Linked DNA regions of Mus musculus: region 2 is linked to region 1. Evidence: chromatin contacts called from public promoter capture Hi-C data. All regions are on one chromosome and are shown on one strand. The core of a region is the stretch at or near the end of the contact, and the rest is flanking DNA. Distances in the headings are between cores, read along the strand shown.

Region 1 (3,297 bases), core at 61-2,560:
TTAAACAGCGCAGCTGTTCACTAACACTGAATTACTCTTTCCACAAGATGCTAGCCTCTGCCATTCAGGGTGGTGTTCCTAGCCATAGGGTGGCTATTGAGTGCTTGAAATATGGCTGGCATAATTGAGCTCTGGACTTTTAATCTAATTTAATTTTAATGAACAGAGCCACATGTGGCTAATAGTACCAGATTGGGCAGTGCCAGTCGGGAACATTTCACCATCTTGTTTCTGTTGGCCCGCACTCTAGGTAAGCATTGTTGGGAAAGGAATCAAGAGCATCCAAGTCATTTCATTTTCTAACTAGGGCAAAGTTGTGGTTGACTTAGAAAAAGGATAAATGTGCTTATATAAATACATGCACATAGACACAGGTATCTGTGTCCCTTGGTCCTTTGTTTCTTAGCACCAGATTAACCCAAAGGTTATTTCTTCCTTTTCCTATGAAAGACATGGACTTCAGTGGAGAAATGTTTTCTAAGTGTCGCCAGGGAACATCAGTATGTTTTCTGCAGCCGTTGTTGCTCAGTTCAGCTTCCAAAGTCGCCTGCTTTGCGTAGAAGGGAGAGATGCCACATTTCTGGTCCTCAGACCTGAGATTCTAGGAGGCCAGGGACCAGGCAGGAAGAGCCTCTGCTTCTGTCAATTCTGTGTGAGAATAATATCTCAGCGGTAAGCCAGTGACTCAATCCAACGTGCGAGGAGGATTTCATTTTCAAAACATTTATTTAAATAAACTTTTATATGTATTTGAATTTTACAGAAAACAAAACACTGACAAATACTGTACAGCTTCGATCATTCATATGAGCGATTCATTTCTTGAAAAAGTGACTGGCTTTTCTTTACATCTTCCTGTTCTTTTTCCTCTTCCCAAGAAATCAAAAAAAGTCTATTGGACACTGGATAAAGACCCCTCTGACTGTTTCTGAGTGTGACTAAGGCAGGCCAGAAGTCCAGTGTGGGTGGGGACAACCCCAATGCCCAAGTCCATGCCAGTTGAGAAGGTCTCTTCTTTATGCATCTTCTTTTCAAATTTTCGAAAAAGATTTATTTTATGTGTATGAGTGGTTTGCCTGCATGTATACATGTGTACCACATGCATGTCTGGTACTTGGGTCTTCTACAGAAGCAACAAGTGCTCTTAACTGCTGAGCCATTCCTCCAGCCCCCTGGGGCCTCTTAGGTTCTTCATGAACTTACTGTCCCCAGATGGATCAGGTAGGCACAAGTCCCAAGCACCTTACCCTAGGACTGTATCCGTGGCAACTCTGGAATAGACCAAGGGAAACAGTGTCTGTAGAGTCATAAAGGAATGAATTGGCATGATGCAAGGAGAAGCAGTAATATGAGAAGAATTGTCAGGGTGAGGCAGGGCGACAGGGCACCAAGCAATACTTTGGGCTTCTGCTCTCTGGTGTCTATGGGAGGGCCTATCACTTCATGGGCCCTGTATCATCCTAAGTGCTCTATCAAGGCTGTCGGAGAGTCTGCGACAGGAAGAGGTGATCCAGTCACGGTTGGGATTCCAGGATATAGAAGCAACTGGGAACTGCCTTTCTGGATGGTTTATGTCAGGAACTGGCTCAAGTCTATTTGGTTAGAAAGCAGTAGGTACACTTGTGTCCAGAGTCAGGGGCTTTGTTATGGCAATCAGGGACAACTGACTGCTGTCTTAATTCAAACTGGCAGCCAGTTGTCACGGAAACCGTGTAATTTGTATGGTCCCTGATTCCGGCGATCCATCCTTGCAGACTGTTATCTGACATCCCATTTCTGCTGTGTCTTCACCTCTACCCCCAAGTCTTCTGTCTTAGGGCAACTGAGAGAAGTGGGAAGAGCATCTGGTGGGTACCAATTGGCAGAGAAGGGGAGAAGACTGGTCATTCTGTGACATGCGGAGGACAGCCAGGTAATCCACAACCAGCTCCCTATGTGACAAGGGGGCAGAGAATCAGGAAGTGTTGCTTTGGTCAAAGAGGCCTGAGGGTGGAAGGCTTGAGTGCCTAGTGGCATTGAGGTGATGTAGGATGAGCGGGTGAAATGTGACTGTCTGCTAGAAGGCCCAGGTAGCCACCATTAGGTAGCTACCCTCCAAGGGCCTGGAGCACATCGGGAGTAGACATGAGTACCAGGTGGCCCAGCTGAGCAAGTAGAGTACAACTTTACATTCATACAGTCTCATCAATTTTGGGAATTTTTTTCTTGCTGCTGTAATGTCATAATTTGGCTATGTCATTAATTAGACAGTGATTTTTCTACTGTCTATAATGGTCTCCATGGGGACAATATTTATAGAGCTCCCCAGTAGATGTGCAAATGAGCCGTTGGAGTATAATCGCTTCCAAGCTGGGAATTCTCTGCCTTTGTAACATGGCCACAATACAATCAAAATGCCAAGCAATTTGTTTTCTTTGACTGGGGAGGAAAGGCTCTCTTCCACTCAGAAAGTGGCATGGCTTCAGGTACCACAGGGCACATATGTCAATCAACCCTGGTCTCAATGCCTTGCCTCACCTTCTGTAGCAGTTAATGGCGTGTCTTAAAAGAGTAGGTCACTCAGGTTGAATTGTGAGGTATTACAAGTTATCCTTAGCATCATTGCATATCCATCCACAGTTATGAGTACCTACTGTGTACAAGACATTTGCCTGAGCATCAACATAAATAGCAACAGATACCTTTATAGTTTTATCTTTCATTTAAACTATGGCTTCTACCTCCCACTGGCAATACATTATGCACTGCTACCAACACAGGATTGCTTCTGGTATGTGTTGTGTTGTGTATGCGTGTGCATGTGCAAGTGTATGTGTGCATGTGTGATGGTTATGAGACTGGACTTGGGATGATCTTACTTGGTTTCTTTCTGGAAGCCCTTGGTCACACGGATTATAGCTAGCTCATGCGAGGCATCTCTCCTTACGCTTTCTATCTCTATATTACATCTCGTGGGTACACACCTGCAATCCAGTGAAGTGAATATGTGGGTTTCCATAGCTTTCTCATAGTCACTGCCAAGAGCTGTTCATCACTGCTTAGAAAAGGGCACCTTGCTGAGTAGTTATGGGGTAATGTCCCCGAGAGGTCTTGGGCCACATTAGACATCTGTTAGAGGTAATGAGGACCTTGTCGTGAATTGCAAGCAAAGAGCTTTGAGTGTATCTGGAGCCATACTTTAAACTTTCAGGTATAGGCAAAAGGTCAGAAGCATATAGAAACCACTAGCTATGTCTGTATCAATATATACTGAAGTGGGGACTGTACCAGGGTCTTAGAATGTCCAAATGTATTTCC
Region 2 (3,689 bases), core at 826-3,325, 290 kb before region 1:
ACAACTGTGGGGAAACTGGGAAATATAGTCTGTACTTCAATATTCATATGTCCTGTTACAGTTCTAATCTGTACAGCAGGAAGAACACATTTTCATAGAGAATAATTATAATCTGTCATCGTCTACTGCAATGACCATTCAGTATACAGTCATCCCAGCTTCATCCCACACAGTCACTTCCTCCAGTGGAGACATTCCAAGGCTCCATTTAGTTACTTCAAAGTCATGGAGTGTAGGTAACTTGGATGTCTGTGTTGGAAACAATGGAATGGTCTACAAGGCTTAGAGTCCTGAGACTAAGGAGCCACAGATTACATTAAAGTTCTAGTTAAGAACAACTGCCTGGGACTTGGAGCTATGCTATAGCCAGCAATGAAAACCACTGGATTACTCACCAAAGTGTCTTTAACCAGATTCTGATAGAACTGAATGCTTAACATGAGTAGGAAATAGCACACTCCACAGATGTGGGCAAGAGATAGTTGAGCAATTGAGGGAAAGTTCAGAATTTACAAAAGTCAGGTTCCTTTCATGAAATTCACTAAAAGGCAATTTCAGCCTGACCACTGCAGACAAGACAAGTTGTGACCTTAACAACTACAGCCAGAGTGTTTACCACTCATAACTGTTCTGCCAGGTGAGTATCCCAGCTAAAGAAAAGACTATACACCCCAGCTCTTGGCCTGACCTTTCACAAACTTCAGTGAATGGAGAAAGAAATAAAGCACATGGTTTTAACTTGCACTTGAAAGCAGAGAGAGGTGGATCTCTGTGAATTTGAGGTCAGTCTCTCTACATAGTGAGTTCAAAGCCAACCAGAGCTACATAGTGAGTCACTGTCTCAAAAATAAATAAATAAATAAATAAATAAATAAATACTAGATAGATAGATAGATAGATAGACTGATAGATAGACAGATATAGATAATAAGAAAAGAAATGAAATAAAAACACATAAAAATTATGCCCAAGACTGGTAATGGTGGTGCACGCCTTTAATCCCAGCACTTGGGAGGCAGAGGCAGGTGGGTATCTGAGTTCGAGGCCAGCCTGGTCTACAAAGTGAGTTCCAGGACAGCCAGGGCTACACAGAGAAACCCTGTCTCAGGGAAAAAAAAATGTCCAACTCAAATGCCATGTGACTTCAGTAGAAAAAATTTGAGGAAGAAGAGAGCTAACAATCTGAGACCAAGAAGAGAGTAGCTTAGAGGACCCTGTGAAGAAGAGTGTTCTATTCAGCCCCTGATACCAGGAGTAGCAGTAGATACTATGTGGTAGGCATTTGCTCTCTCTGGGTGATGCTGATGAAGGCCTGATTAGACCATATTAAAAGGATACAAAGGCAGGTTTATTAGGCAATGCTCCCAGACCTGTTCATCAGTCCCAGAGAAAGAGACTGAGGAAGTCACTTCACACATCTGGCCTAGGGATGGGGGAAGTTTTATAAAAGATCTTAGTTGAGGGGTGATGATGTGTCAGCCAGGAGCTGGGACTGTGCCCAAGTATGGTCAAGAGCTGAGCACTTCGGTGGGGATCTGGGTGGCTGGCAGCATCAGGGGAGGAGGTTGGGACAGCTGCCAAGAATGGAGTACTGGGCTCTAAGAGCCAGTCCTTTGTTCTGTTTTTCTGTGCAAGAGGGGTTGGGGGAAGAAGGGCAGTTGGGGTTTCCCAGCTTGAGCAGAGGTGAACAGGGGTCCAGCCTAACACTATGCTAGATGAAGAACACAGGGGAGAGGAGGAAAGAAGAAAGATGAATTCTTGCCAGGTGGGGCCTCCTGACTACTCTGCTGAGAGAGCAGAGAGGGCAAACTGGCTAGAAATCAGAACAGACTGAGGCCAGGAAGGAGGTTGGCCTCTATGGTGTATTGTTTTTAAGACAGGTTCTTACTTGCCCAAGGCTAGCCTCCAACTTCATACATAGCTGAAGATGACCTTGAATTTCTGATTCACCACCATACCTGCTGTAAGTGGTACTGGGGATCAACTCAGAACTTATATGTGCTGGAAATACTCTAGCTGTGTTCTCAGACTAGACACATATCCTGACATGTCTTTGCAGTGCTAAATCTTGCTTACTCATAGCATCTTTCCCAGATTACTGTCTTAGGAGAACTGATTTGAATATTACAAATCATAGCACTCATACATGTCTAAATTCCTTTTAAAATTCTGCCCTGCTGCCTGGGCAGTTCTGCACACTCTTTACTGATTGATTGATCTGGCTATTTTTAAAATTCGCCATTGGAAAGCAAGCCACCAACCATTTCTTCTTAATCTTTAAATTATAAGTGACTCTTCCTTCATCACGAAATGATGAAAGGTGATATATTTCAGATGTGACCCATTGTGTTCTCATTGTCTACAATAAGCTCTTCAGATATTTCTGTGGGTTTTTGTTTGTTTGTTTTGTATTTTGGAGATTGAAAATCTGTTACAACAATATTTCTAAGTACATTATTTCTGTCTCAGTGATTTCTTCACTAAGAATTAAGTCTTGCCCTTGTTTTATCATTCAACTACCAAAGAAAAATCAACAATTTCAGTAAAGGAATTAGAAGGATAATTACAGAAATCTTGACTTGATATTTTATTCTATATAGACAACTACAAGTCGGCTCTGAAGAAACATTGCTGATCCAGACTACAAAAACTCTCAAGTTCTCTGTTCCTCTCTTATTTTCTTGGTCCAAGAGTTGATTCTAAGTTTTCTGTGTGGCGAATTTCCTTCTCTTTCCTAAACTTACTGACAGTTATATAGCATGAATAATCCAAAGCTCGCAGAACACTTTAAACAGCAACATTATGGTAACTTTTAATTTAGAAACCTTTCTGTTCTGTACCAAAACCAGAGTGACTCAACTATTTCCATTTCTAAAATGGTCTTTTCATTTTTCATGGCTAGTCCTTATTTATGATGCTTATATGGTAATAATAGCTTTTGGGGAAGTGTTCTCTTTGGTATCAGTTATTATATTCACAAGGAATCGCTGTACTTAATTGGGTTATCAGTGAATTTAGTATTTAGTTGTGTGACCCTGTATCCAGGGAGAAAAGCAACAATCGAGAAGGATACACTTCAAATGCTTCCAGGTCTTCTGTTTTTGTTTATATACTACTATGACCTTCTTACTGAGTTTGTTTATGGAATTAAAACAAAGTAACTGCCTTGCTATAAGAACATTTAGTAATTGTGAAGGACAGAAGCTGTGATTGAAGCCTATTCACCATCTGCTACAAAAAAGTCATTCAGTTCATTCCAGAGTAAGCCCACAGTGTACTGTGCTGTTTCCCCATGAAGGAGTCTCTGAGGAAGAATAGAGCAATAAATACCAAATGTATAAATGTCAAGGGATCATTATAGTTGATTCTTGCTTGCTAAAATAATAAAGTTCAGAGGCCATGTAAAATTATTATACTCTAAAAGTAAAATAATTGAACAAGTGGAATCTGCTAAGGCTAGAAACTTACATATATGTTCTTCCCTTCCATTATCTTGTCAGGAATGGTTTAAAACCTTATCTCTTCTTTCTCCTGAGACCTGCAGTGACAGTCCAGGATTACATAGGCAGAGAGATAATATATAAGAAAGAACAGGCTAGTGATGGGTATCTTAAACTAATACAAGAAAATACTGGATTTATATCCTCCAATCAGTAAGAGAAGCATAGAAGCTGAATGGTACTCTAAAG

Evidence for each region. Promoter capture Hi-C pulls out the DNA fragments that hold promoters and counts their contacts.
Region 2: a promoter capture Hi-C map of 3T3-L1-derived adipocytes shows a contact between it and region 1, with 4 times the contacts expected there. The contact joins the enhancer-like site here to the promoter of 4930562F07Rik in region 1. A contact is called at or near these places in 6 of 39 promoter capture datasets (the 3T3-L1 cell line, 3T3-L1-derived adipocytes, the HPC-7 cell line and 2 more), 1 of 484 Hi-C or Micro-C datasets (pro-B cells) and 1 of 115 datasets of contacts at active chromatin or transcription factors (pro-B cells).

Annotation. Positions count from the first base shown.
Region 1 is chr1:160,075,998-160,079,294 of GRCm38.p6, reverse strand. It overlaps 4930562F07Rik (RIKEN cDNA 4930562F07 gene), which reads left to right and starts at 1,310. Exons shown (of 3, transcript NR_038031.1): 1 at 1,310-1,366; 2 at 1,805-1,912. 4930523C07Rik (RIKEN cDNA 4930523C07 gene) reads right to left here. Exons shown (of 3, transcript NM_001162896.1): 3 at 708-3,297.
Region 2 is chr1:160,368,632-160,372,320 of GRCm38.p6, reverse strand. The region is part of intron 18 of Rabgap1l (RAB GTPase activating protein 1-like); the gene reads left to right. Among named protein-coding and RNA genes, the nearest start is that of Mir1927, 75 kb to the right of the region's middle. Within about 2 kb of position 2,075, at least 57 of the 459 cell types and tissues checked have an H3K27ac peak or open chromatin away from gene starts, as enhancers often do. A contact at or near this core is called in 3T3-L1-derived adipocytes, where this site is marked.